2 separate regions of the Ovis aries genome follow, and region 1 is linked to region 2. The links are chromatin contacts, called in public Hi-C maps. All regions are on one chromosome and are shown on one strand. Each heading gives the region's core, a stretch centred on a gene start, on an enhancer-like site or on the middle of the called end of the contact. The rest is flanking DNA. Distances are from core to core; before and after follow the strand shown.

Region 1 (6,246 bases), core at 1,859-4,358, 330 kb after region 2:
CTGGATTGAAATACCCTGCTTCCCGCTCCTTCCTTCTTGTTATTGCTTTAAGTCTTTTTCCAAAAAATAATTGTTCTACAAACATATCTTCTAAAATAGTTTCCCAAAGATTAAATATCCCTTTCCAACCCGCAGTACATTAAAATAAAAATCAATCCTACATTGGACATGAAGGATTGTAGATGTGGATGAGTTATATACACACATTTAAAAGCTAGGTTTTTTTATCCCCCTCTTAAAAAGGAGTGAAATTAACAGGAAGAAACTTCATCCAGCATTCGGCTCACAGGGATGTCTGATATGTGCGACAGTTTTTTAAGTGATACACAAGCCAAATATTCAAATGTGTATCTGAAGGCACAGCCGCCTCTCCACACACAGGTATCACTGTGGTGAGACTGCTGCTGATTCATGGGCTTGAAATTTCCGAATCCTGTAGTCATTACTGAGAAAATGCATTTGTGCATATGCCAACTCAGATATGTTTAGGAAAATCTCTTTTTACTAGCCACAAAGCAAGCTGACTATACAGTACTTTTGCAAAAGATGCCGCAGGAAAAAATAAATCTAAACAAAAAGAGACTTACACGTGTAATTTGACCAGAAATAGAGGATGTCTCTACTTTTTTTTTTTTCAGAGATTTAGGAGAATTGGTAATTTCTAGTGTTTTAATCTCTGAAATCTTTTTCTCTTATAAGAATTAAAGGCTGTATTAAAGTATCCAGACATATAGGTCTCATTCAAACTGAATGGTGATTTATTAATAAACAATGAATATGCTCAACAAAAAGAAAGCAAAGATGATAGAATAAGATTAATACAGTTTCCCTTTTCATAATCAAAAAAGCACAATTTAAAGTTTCAGGCAATTTAACGTCAGGTTTTGGAAACACTTTCTGGCGTTTGGTCCACGGACATCCAACTACAAATCAAAAATAAATTACTATGTTGCAATTTACATTTTAAAACAAGTCCAAGAATAATAAGAAAGCCATCTCCACATATGGGGGACTTCCTCCCTCCTTCCAACAGAGGATAAAAATATCTTACAGGTGAGAGGGCAAGGGACGGGGCAGGAGGAGGAGAGGTGTTCTCTGAAAAGAGGAAGAAACTTACGTGTTATCTGGAGAAACACTGCCCTTTAACAAACCATGACTCTGCTGTCTCTGTACAAAACAGTTTTACGGTTCTGTTTGTTTAGATAAAGCAAAGTGGAGGTGGCTCCGAATCCATCTTCTAAGAGAAGAAAGCCTTTCCTTCATGCTGGTGACCTGAAAGTGTGGAGGGCTTCTGTTTGCTAGTTCGGTGGACGTTTTACGGACTGGGTTTTTGGTTTCACTTTTGCGCTGAGGGTCCTTTTGGCTGCTCCTGCTCCGGGGTTCGGGTCGGCTCGGTTCGGTCCGGCTGGGAGGCAGGCGGGGCGGAGGCGGGGGGTCAGAACTTGCTGCAGTCGTAGACGAAGGCCCCGGACGTACGGTACAGGGACTGGCCGGAAGGAAAGGCCATCTGACAGCTGCTGTTCCCGTTTACCGGCGAGTTGTTCAGGCCGATCCGCTGCGACTCAAACATCTCCCGCACCGAGTGGAAGTTCTGCTGCTGGCCCGGGTAGCCCGCGGCCGCCGCCGCCGCCGCGCTGGCCAGGTGGCCCAGGTCCCCGCCCGCCTGGTTCAGGTACCACGAGGCCAGGCGGCCTTGGTGGGCCGCGGGGTGGTGGCCGGCCTCCTGGCCGCCGCCGCCGCCGTGGCCCAGGGACGAGGAGCTGCTGCTGGTGGCCGGGGGCAGGGAGTAGTCGGGCAGAGGGTCTTCCACCGAGGAGCCTCCGGCGCCCGCGGGAGCGCCCTGCACGTGGCCGCCGCGCTCCCCCGCCGCGTACAGGCTCATGGCCTGCAGGTTACAGTGGTAGGTCCCGGGGCCCCCCGCCCCGCCGCCGCCGCCGCCCGCGCCGCCCGCGCCGCCCGCGCCGGGGCTCTGGCTGCAGGGCGAGCCGTACAGCGAGCTCTGGCCTGGCGAGTAGGCGCCGAGCGCCAGCGGAGGCGCGAGGCCCGCGCGCGAGGACGCGGCGGCCGGGGCCAGGAGGCCGGATCCCAGCTCGGCGGCCGCGCCCTGCGGCGACCCCCGCAGCGACGTCATGATGTTGTCCACGCTGAAGCCCTGGCTGTGCGCGGGCGCGGGCGCGGGCGGCGGGCCGGGCTCCGCGCCGTCCAGGCTCAGCGGCCGCGCCGCCGGCAGGCCGCCGGGGGGGCTGCCCCCGCTGGACAGGCTGCTGCTGCTGCTGTCGGGGCTTTCGATTTTGGGCACCGCGGCGGCGCCGCTGCTGCCGCTGCCCAGGGCGGCGGCCGGGGACAGGGGCTGGGGCGGCGAGGGGCACGTACCGTTCTCGGTCTTGATGTCCTGGATGCGCACGGGCGGGGGCTGCGCCCCGGGCGGCGCGCCGTCGGCCTGCTCGGGGGGCGCGGGCGCGGGCTGGCGGCCGGCCGTCGGCGGCGGCGGCGGCGGCGGCGGCGGCGGCGGCGGCGGCTCCTTGAGGTGCAGCCGGTCCTTCTCCTCCTTGTCCTTCACGGCGTCCTTCTTCTTGAAGCGCCGCCGCCGCCGCAGGAAGCTGCCGTTCTCGAACATGTTGTAGGAGTCCGGGTCGAGCGTCCAGTAGCTGCCCTTGCCCGGCTTCTTGTCGTCGCGCGGCACCTTGACGAAGCACTCGTTGAGCGAGAGGTTGTGGCGGATGCTGTTCTGCCAGCCCTGCTTGTTGTCGCGGTAGAAGGGGAAGCGGTCCATGATGAACTGGTAGATGCCGTTCAGGGTGATCTTCTTGTCCGGCGCGTTCTGGATGGCCATGGTGATGAGCGCGATGTAGCTGTAGGGCGGCTTCACCATGTCTTTGGGCTGCGGCTGCGGCGTGTAGGGCCCGTAGGCGCGGGCCATGCCGCCCGGGTACTGCTCGGCGTGCGCCGGGTGCGAGTACACGCTCATGGGGGCCGGCATGGCCGTGTAGCCGCCCCCCGCGGCCGCCGCCGCCGCGCGGTAGTAGCTCTGCTCGCCGCCGAGGTAGGGCACCACTCCCAGGGAGTTGGGGCTGGACACGGAGTAGCGCGCCTGCATGGCCCCCGCTCGCCGCCGCCGCCGCCGCCGCCGCCGCCCCCCGCCCTCTCCGGGCCGGCCGCCCAGTCCGAGTCCGGGCCCGCGGGCCGGTGCCGGGCCGCCGCCGCCGCCTCTGCGCGCGCCCGGCTCCGGGGCGCCTCGGGCCGGCAGAGAGGGCCGGACGAGGACGCGGCCGACGGCCTGGATCGCGCGCCGCGGCTGCCCGGCGGGAGCGGGAGCGCGGAGCCCCGGCTGGAAAGCAAGCCGAAGCCCGGCCCGCCGCGCCGCCTGCGCCTCGCGGAGGCTGAGCCCCAGCCGCCGGCGGGGCGGCCAGAGAGCGGGCGGGGGCAGCGCGCCGGCCCCGGCCCGGGCCGCGTCTGCTTCCTCAGGCTCTCGCGCGCCGGCCGCTCAGGGAAGCATGGGGAAAACGCCTGGACTTTTGCGCATCCGTCACCCAGGCGAGGACTTTTTTACGCAGTTGCATTTTTTCCGGGCCGCGCGGCCCCGCCCCGTCCCGGCGGCGGCGGCCAATGGGAGGCGGGAACGCCTCCGACGGAGCCGGAGGCCGAGCGGGCCGGCCCGCGCCCCGCCGCGGAGGACCGCGGGCTGACCGCACGCGCGCCGGCCCCGCGCCCCTGCCCGCGCCCCTGCCCGCGCCCGCGCCCGCGCCCCTGCCCGCGCCCCTGCCCGCGCCCGAGGGCCCCCCGCGCCCGCCGCCCGCGCCCGCGCCGGGCCCCCTCCCCGCCCCGGGCCCCGCGCCGGACGCCCATTGTTCCCGCGGCGCGGCCGGGCCCTCCGGTCCCGGCGCAGACCCTTCCCCGTCCGCTGCTCCCGGATGTCCCGGCGCCCTGGGGCCCCGACTGTCCCATTCCCGCACCCTCCCCGCCCCTCCTCGCCCACCCGGCGCCCGGGTCTCCCCTCCCCTCCCCCTTCCCTCCCCCTCCCCTCCCCCTCCCCTCCCCCTCCCCTCCCCTCCCCTCCCTCCCCTCCCCTCCCTCCCCTCCCCTCCCCTCCCCTCCCCTCCCCTCCCCTCCCCCTCCCCCCCCCCCTCCCCCCTCCCCCTCCCCTCCCCTCCTCCTCTCCCTCTCCTCCTCCCTCTCCTCTCCCTCCTCCTCCCTCCTCCCCTCCCCTCCTCTCCCTCCCCCCCTCCCCTCCCCTCCCCTCCCCTCCTCCCTCCCCTCCCCTCCCTCCCCTCCTCTCCCTATTCTCCCCTATTCTCCCTCCCCCTATTCTCCCTCTCCCCTATTCTCCCCTCCCTATTCTCCCTCCCCTCTCCTATTCTCCCCTCCCCTCCCCTCTTCTCCCTTCCTCTCTCCTGCTCTCCCCTCCCCTATTCTCCCCTCCCCTATTCTCCCCTCCCCTATTCTCCCCTCCCCTCCCCTCCCCTATTCTCCCCTCCCTATTCTCCCCTCCCCTCCCCTATTCTCCCCTCCCTATTCTCCCCCCCTATTCTCCCCTCCCCTCCCCTATTCTCCCCTCCCCTCCCCTATTCTCCCCTCCCCTCTTCTCCACTCCTGGCCACCAGTCTCCCTCCTTCCCAGAAGTCCCCAGTCCCCCCCACCTGGAAGTTCTCCAGTCCAGAGCAGGGTTACAAAAAGGCACAGTTCCGAGTCCGAAAGCAGGGCCAGCGGGAACTGTGCTGCTCCCGAGACCCCTCCCCAGTAGAAACAAGGGAGGGGGACATGGGGCCTTGCCAAGAGCTTGGGGCCGCGTTGGCGATGGGGGTCTGCAGAGCGCTCTCCTGGAGCCTGGGCGTCCCTGGACTCCTCTAGGGGTTCTCGGACAGGGCCTCCTAAAGGAGGATGCGGGCTGCGAACTCAGTGATGAGAGCGGGTGACGGGTAAAGACGGCCACCTCCCTCCCCGCCCCGCGTGGCTGCCGCTTGCAGAGCCAAAGGGTTGATGGGGGATGGGGGTGGGGGCGTTCAGAATCGCACCTGCAGGGCCTTCTGAGGGTCCGGGGGACCCTAGACTTGCCGCTTCTGGGGTCTGGGATGGAGGGCAGGAAGGAGCCGGCCTCTGGGCCTGCGGGGCTTTTTGCACTTCGGCCAACATGGAGCGGCCCTCCGGGCCCTCTCCTGAGGAACTGCGCGCCTCGGGGGCTCTGAAGAGCCGCCGGGCGCCCCTCACGCCTCCACCCCGGTTCGGACCGTCTGGAACTGCGAGGACGTGTAGGGAGCCCTTGGGCTTCCCGGCTCCAGTCTGGCTTCCTCCGCAGCCCCAGCCACAGCTGCGCTGAGTGTCAGGGCGCCGGCCTGTGCGGTGTTAAACTGTTGGGTTTCCGAGTGGACCCTGACGTGGAGAATCTGCGGTATCTGCTCCTCCCGAGCAGGCGGTACCTCCCCGAAGCCCGGCTCCCGGCGCCGCGCGGCCTGCAGAGCGCCTGGGCCGCTCCGGCCTGCTTCCCGGGCACCCACCAGGCCGCGTCTCCGCCGCCGCGAAACCCTGAGTTACGGGCAGAGGCTCGGTGCTCCTGAACACCCGGTGTGGAGGGAGGAGCAGCGAACAGTGCGTTGGTGTCCAGCACCCGCCCGCATCTCGCCGGAATCCGCTGCCTTGACCGAGGCCTTGTAGGCGCCCCGGCTTCGGAGCAGCCTAGAGGCCGAGGAAGTCAGCGGTCGCTCCGAATGCCTCGGCCTCTGGCGACTTCGGCCTTTAAACTGCGTTTCCACGGCTCTCGGCGCGCGGGCATCAACGCGGCCAAGGAGACTCGCCGGTTTCCCGGCGCGGGGGCTCGCGGCTCGCGCGGGAGACGTGGTGCGCGCTGCCCGGCCCGCGCGGCCTCTCTGCTCCTGGCTCCGAGGCCCGAGAGGTGGAAAGAGCTCCTTACGTAAACTGCAAATCCGACAGCCAGCCTTGCTGGGCCGCTTTGGGGATGAAAGTGGCCGTTGTGAAATGAGTTTCTGGCGCGCGGGGGGAAAAGGAGGGTGCAGTTTACGAAGATCAACTTTCCCCTGGTCGCGCTCTGGATATTCGCCAGGAAAAGATATTTGCGTTTGTGTTTTATAAGCTTCCTCGGAAGCAAACCTCCACTAAACGGCTTGATTGTATTTCAAGTACTTGACTTCTGTTATTATTGTCGGTGGTGGTGGTATGTGGACACGAAGGCGCAGAAATGAAGTCTTCAGGGAATGGGGTGAGGTTTTTAATTTCGGTTAGGGTTTCTGATGC
Region 2 (6,109 bases), core at 2,866-5,365:
AAAGCATCATTCTCTGGTGCTCAGCCTTCTTTATGGGCCATCTCTGAAATCACTGAAAGTGAGAAGTGAAAGTGAAAGTCTTTCAGTCATGGCCTTACATGACTACTAGAACAAAACTATGGCTCTGACTGTACAGACCACTGTCAACAAAGCTCGTCCCTGCTCTTCACTGCCCTGCCTAGGCTTGCCATAGCTCCCCTTCCAAGGAGAAGCTTCTGACTTCATGGCTGCTGTCATCATCCACAGTGATTCTGGAGCCCATGAAGACACAGTCTGCTACTCTTCCCACCTTTCCGCCTTCTGTTTGCCATGAAGTGATGGACTTGATGCCATGGTCTTATTTTTTTTAATGTTGAGTTTTAAGCCAGGTCAGTAGTATCAGACTGTTTTGCAACCCAATGGACTGTAGTCAGCTAGGCCCCTCTCTCCATGGGATTTCCCAGGCAAGAATATGGGAGTGGGTTGCCATTTCCTTCTTCAGGGGATCTTCCTGACCCAGGGATCGAACCTGCATCTCCTGCATTGTAGGTGGCTTTCTTACCACTGAGCCATCAGGGAAGCCCACTGTTTTAGCGTATGTAACCGTAATTCCATGTGGGGTCTCTGAAGATAACTTATTTTGATTGTTAGATGTACACATTGATATAGGCTTGTATATTTTATAAGGTTTAAAATTAATTTTTATATTTTCATGTCTAACTCTCATATGTGCTTAGTGTGCCATAAGATCACTCTGGTATGCCAGCCAGTTGTTAGCCCGGTAATTGAGAAGGTGTCTGTTGGTGGGGGCTTTCCTTCATGCGGCCGTGAGACCCTGAGAATGGGTGAGGTGCCTTGTACATTGACCTGACATCCACACGGAGATAACGTGTGTGTTTCTGGAGAAATGGGAGGAGGGAGGAGATGGGAGGAGAGGGCCAGGCGCACAGAGCTGCGGCCTGGGCGATGCTGAGCCCCCGTGACCCGAGCGATGCTGAGCCCCCCAGGGCCTGGGCGATGCTGAGCCCCCATGACCCTAGCGATGCTGAGCCCCCGTGACCCCAGCGATGCTGAGCCCCCGTGACCTACGCAGGCTGCGCTTCTCTGCTTTTGTTCTCGTCTTCACTTTTTGCTGACGGATCCTGTGCGACTCAGTCCCTGTGATGTTTAACCTCTGTAGTTTGGCACGAGGTGAAGTTGCGGCACAAAAGCCCTTTTCACTTAACGGAGCACTGCTTGTGCAGATGGTGCTCGACCCCTCACGTGCGTGAGGCTGGCCGGTGCCTGCAGCCCTCAGGGGCTTGCTGAGGCGCTCGACCCCCTCATGGGAGTGAGGCTGAGGGTCTTGTCCTCTGTGGACGGTGTGCTGTGTTTGGGTCCCTAGGTGTCCTACGGCTCAGACTCCGCTTGGAAGCCTGTTACAGACCTGACAATTGAATTCAAATCTAAAACCACTTAAAAGTCCTTTCCATTACGAATTTAAGAATTTATATGAGAAAGTACTCCATGAAAGCTCTCCTCCCCCTATTCAGACAGATTGTCCTGTTTTGCTAGCCCGAGTTGGTATTGTAATTTTGATAACAGTTAATAATGCTTGGATTTTTTCTGGTGATTGGGGGACCACACAAAGGTATGTTTGTTGAGTTTGGCTCTCTTAATTCACTCATAAGTGACTTGCTAAATTAAATCCAAAGTATTATTTTATCTTTGCACAGTTAAGCCAAAATTAGTTCAGATAACTAACTGCACATCTTTATCGTAATACTGATTTCTAGATGGATCTGTGCACACAAGCAGTAAAAAGGAAGTAAGTCAGTGAAGGTGCTGTGAGTGAAACACTTTGTTTTAGACGTCTGACGACGAATGAAGAATTTTCTCTGGATTCTCGATTAGATTGGAGTACGTAATTTGCATAAACTAAGATGTGCACAAAAATAATGCCTTATTTAATCCCATAGATATGGTATCTGGATCTGTGTTTAGTAAATGTGCAGGTAAGAGGTACACGTAAATAATACCTGTGTTTGGTGGTGGGTTAGTTGATAAGTTGTGTCCAACTCTTGAGACCCCAAGGACTGTAGCCCACCAGTCTCCTCTGTCCATGGGATTCTCCAAGCGAGAATACTGGAATGGGTTGCCATGTCCTCCTCCAAGGGATCTTCCTGACTCAGGGATCAAACCCAGTTCTCCTACATTGCAGGCAGATTCTTTACTAATTGAGCCACCAGTAAATTTATGTTTAATACCATAGATCCTGGAAATTGTAAGAATTTAAACTTAACTTTCCTTTGAAGCACAAAATAGAGTTTGGTGTCTGTCAAACAAGATTTCTACTTTATCCTTTTAGTACAAATAGAATTTAATACAAATTCTCTTTGTTAAAGTTGGATCCTTGAAGTTGAAGTTGGTATGTATAGTAAGATAAAGTGAAATCTTTTCTACTTCAAAGAAATTTAACGTGTGATATCTTTTCAACGTATTTCTTTTGTAAATCATTAATTGTATGCTTTACCAGTGCAAGTAATAAATTGTATCGAGACTTACTTAATTTAGATTTCCCCTTTATCAGTAGGTTTCATCATTTTATCCTTCTTCTCACATTCACATGAAGTGTATGTTGTTTAGGAATGTCAATTAAAAAATCATTCATGATGAGTTTAAATGTGCTCTATTTACAAAGAAATACACGTATAGGCTTGGTTTGGCTTGCTAACCTATGTTTAGCTAGAAATCACTTTGATGGTTCTTAGGGAAAGTTGATTTCAATGATGAGCTCAACTGGTATGCAGTCTGAATCCTCCAGGCCAGGGTACTGGAGTGGTCAACCGTTCCCCTCTCCAGGGGCTCTTCCTGACCCAGGGATCCCACCCAGGTCACCTGCATTGCAGGTGGATTCTTTACCATCTAGCCACCAGGGAGCCCAAGAGCACTGGAGTGGGTAGCCTGTCCCTTCTCCAGGGGATCTTCCGGACCCGGGAATCCACCTGGGGTCACCTGCGCTGCAGGCGAGTTCTTCACCAGCTGAGCCACCAGGGAGCCCTGTGCTCGGTCAGCGTGTTGGTGATTAAGGGGGGCGCTTGCTGGACGACGTGTTTGCTGACAGCAGTTGTGCAGCCGCCGTGAATGGAAGGTCACTGTGGGGGCGGCCAGGGTGCGCTGCTGGTGGTGTTGGCTGAATCAGGGCTCACCTTCTCTCCGAGTCTCCTTTCCCTCCCTCCCCTGTGCATTTCACTGGCGCCAGTTGTTGTATCAGTAAAAAGTCTTTCAGAAACCAGTAGTGTTGACAAGCTAAACCTCTGAGGCTTGTTCTCTAGGACTATTGACAGCCTCGCTAGTCCTGATCAGAAACACCAGTGTCTGCCTTTACTGAGTAGATTAATTATTGTTTAAAAGCTCAGTAGAGGAAAGGTTTTGTGTGTTTTTTTGTTTGTTTTGCTTGAGGATCTTGAATGACTCACCCTGGAGTGGTTTTCTTGTTTGTTTGCTTTTTTGATGTTGACATCTACTGGGACACTTCAGAGCCTGTGTAGTCCACACCTTCGGAAAGGCTGAGGGCTGTCTAGGGTTCTGACGTGCTTCTCTGCCTTCCCTAGAGAGAAAGCATTTCGGCGTTTGATGATGGCTAGGTGATTACATCTGTGCTGTTGCTAGTTGAAATAATGTGAGTAGATGCTTTTAAAATCTGGTTTCTTTACATTTCCTTTATATTAAATATGAATATTACAAAAGTGACCATATCATTTGGCAGTTTTGCAAAATTATTTTTATTGCAATTGTTTGTGACTTAAAGCTTCAACTTCCTGTCACCTCTTCTTTTTCTGTCATGATGCTGTGGAAGTGGCCATTTTTGCTAAAATTTGTCAACAGCAGTAATGGAAAAGACTGTGGTTTTGGTTTATGTTAAATAACGCATTTTAGTCCTCTTCTAGTTTAAGAAGGTTGCTTCACAGAGAAGTAAATAGAGGTTCCTGGGAAGCTGCTACATTTTTTTTGTGGGAAAGCGGATTATTCCTGAAGCTTCCCTTCTCATCTGTCCGGATCAGAAACAGGGTTGTTTCTGGAGCAAGGGGAGCTGAGGGGGTGGGCGGTGCTGTGCCCGTTTCTGCACATAGATGGCGGCAGAGTGTCACAGACTGCGGAAGTCAGCCTGGCAGTTAGAACAGACGGGAATGACAGTGAGAACCGGCTTCTATCAGCCCGGGCGCCTGTGTCCTGTAGTTAGACACAAAATAGGAAAGAAAGCCACTGCTGATAACACCAGGGTGTAGGAGGATGCAGAAGGCCGTGAGAAGCTGCAATACACTGGCTGTCTGGACAGATCCCACGTGGGAAGGCTTAATCTTTGAAGGTATGGCACGCAGTCCTGGAAGACGACAGGACTCGGCTAAGACAACAGGCATGTCACGGTCCAGAGCCGGCCGAGGGCTTGGGGTGGCGGGCGGGGACAGCCAAGGAGAGACCAGACCCAGCAGCGCGGCCAGGGACAGCCTGCCGCCTGCTCACTCGAGCCGGTTCCCAGGAGGAAGTGTCAGCCCAGAAATCAGGCAAACAGTCCATGGGAACGTTCACTCAAAGGCAGCGTTTCAGAAACGGGAACTGCAGTCTCTTACGGCTCCGTCCCCTCGCTGGATCTGCTGTTCAGCGAACGAGGACAAATAGATTCCTTCAGAATGCGTCTGCAATCAGCAAGTCATCTAATGTCTTAATTAGCATTCCTCAATAATGACATCATCGCCATAAAAGGTGACACTCATCCTTACAATTAACATGTAATATGTGTCTGCTTCTCCGGGGCCTTTCTGTGGCTGCCCACAAATTTCCAAGGTAGTTTTCAAGTTTCAGATTTGAGTTTGGTTAGAGCACGGCCAGGAAGGTCTGCAGAAGTGAGGCTGTGCTCATTAGAAATGTGAGACGTGGAAACAGGTTGTGAAAGAGCAGTCTGGGGCGCGTCCCGAGCTGCTGAATCAGGCCGGCGGCTTGCTCCTCGTGGGCATCGGAAGGGCTCCTCGGAGCACCGGCGGTCGGCTGTCAGGAAGCCGCCTGCGTGCCTTCCTGTTCTCCCCTCTGCCCCAGGCGCACCAGCCCCCCAGCCTCATCTCCGTGTCACAACACTGATCCCAAAGGTGTGTGTGACCACCCGCTCCGACACCGTGAGCCTGGCAAGTCTCTCTGTGACAGCAACTTATTTCTCACATAATTATTTTTTTAGTAAATTTGATATCTTAACAGCCCCTTCCCTCATTTCTAGGTTCAAAACGCAGCACTTAATATAATTTATTTCTCAGCCTTCACGAAGGCTCACTTGAGCGTAGCTGCTGCACCGGAGACGGCTGTGGCCGACAGGCCAGGCCCACGCTGGGCACCACCACGGCCTCGGAGCTGCTCTAACAAAGCTGCCGCTTGTTACTCGCTAGTGATGAAGGGGTTCTACCCTGTCACACGCCGGTAGGGCAAGAGGATCCACGCTGACACGTGGGCTCTGGTTTTCCGAGTTCAGCAAGCCATTGTGTTAACTCCACTTTGCACAGCTCGGTCTGCGTTATTCTCACTGTTTTCATAGTGTGAGCTCCGTAAATGTAAGAACTAAGAAACATTTGAACTAATCCAGATTTGAGTTTGATCCTAAACATGTAATTATTTTAGAATTTTGTGAGCTTTCAATTTAATTAAATGGAATTTTATAAGATGAAACTTTCACCACCTTACAGTCCTTAACATCAAAGTCTATGTTGTTTGAATTAGTTACAACTGTATATAAATTTCTTTATAAATCATTATCAGTGTATCAAATGCATTAGTTTGAGATTTAGCTAAGAGTGTATACGATTTGTTTTAGATCGACGTGTACTGTTTGCAGACAGCTTTTGGCCAGAATATAATATGATTTGCAGGTGCCTGTACACTTTATTTTACACGTTTGTCCCTCTGCGGCCATCATTAGATTTAAAGCATGTGCTTTTTCTTGGTGGGAGAGTACCTGGCAGATTATTTATGTGACCTTTTTCAAAAAAAAGGACAATATTGCAAACTCCACTTCCTCTGACTACTTGATTTCTAAGAATCGTGTCTAGAGTTGGCAAATCTCACAGAATAACACTGTTTTAAAACTTTTTAAACCTGTATATATTTA

Evidence for each region. A called contact is a pair of places that touch in the nucleus more often than the background predicts.
Region 1: a contact with region 2 is called in a Hi-C map of tail adipose tissue, with 5 times the contacts expected there. The contact joins the promoter of FOXC1 here to the enhancer-like site in region 2. A contact is called at or near these places in 10 of 16 Hi-C or Micro-C datasets (blood, hypothalamus, liver and 5 more).

The regions. Positions count from the first base shown.
Region 1 is chr20:50,689,952-50,696,197 of ARS-UI_Ramb_v3.0, forward strand. FOXC1 (forkhead box C1) reads right to left here and starts at 3,109. Exons shown (of 1, transcript XM_027958725.2): 1 at 1-3,109. The coding sequence starts at 3,097. The coding sequence ends at 1,436.
Region 2 is chr20:50,359,701-50,365,809 of ARS-UI_Ramb_v3.0, forward strand. The region is part of intron 4 of GMDS (GDP-mannose 4,6-dehydratase); the gene reads left to right. Among named protein-coding and RNA genes, the nearest start is that of GMDS, 100 kb to the left of the region's middle. Within about 2 kb of position 4,116, at least 15 of the 54 cell types and tissues checked have an H3K27ac peak or open chromatin away from gene starts, as enhancers often do. A contact at or near this core is called in liver and tail adipose tissue, where this site is marked.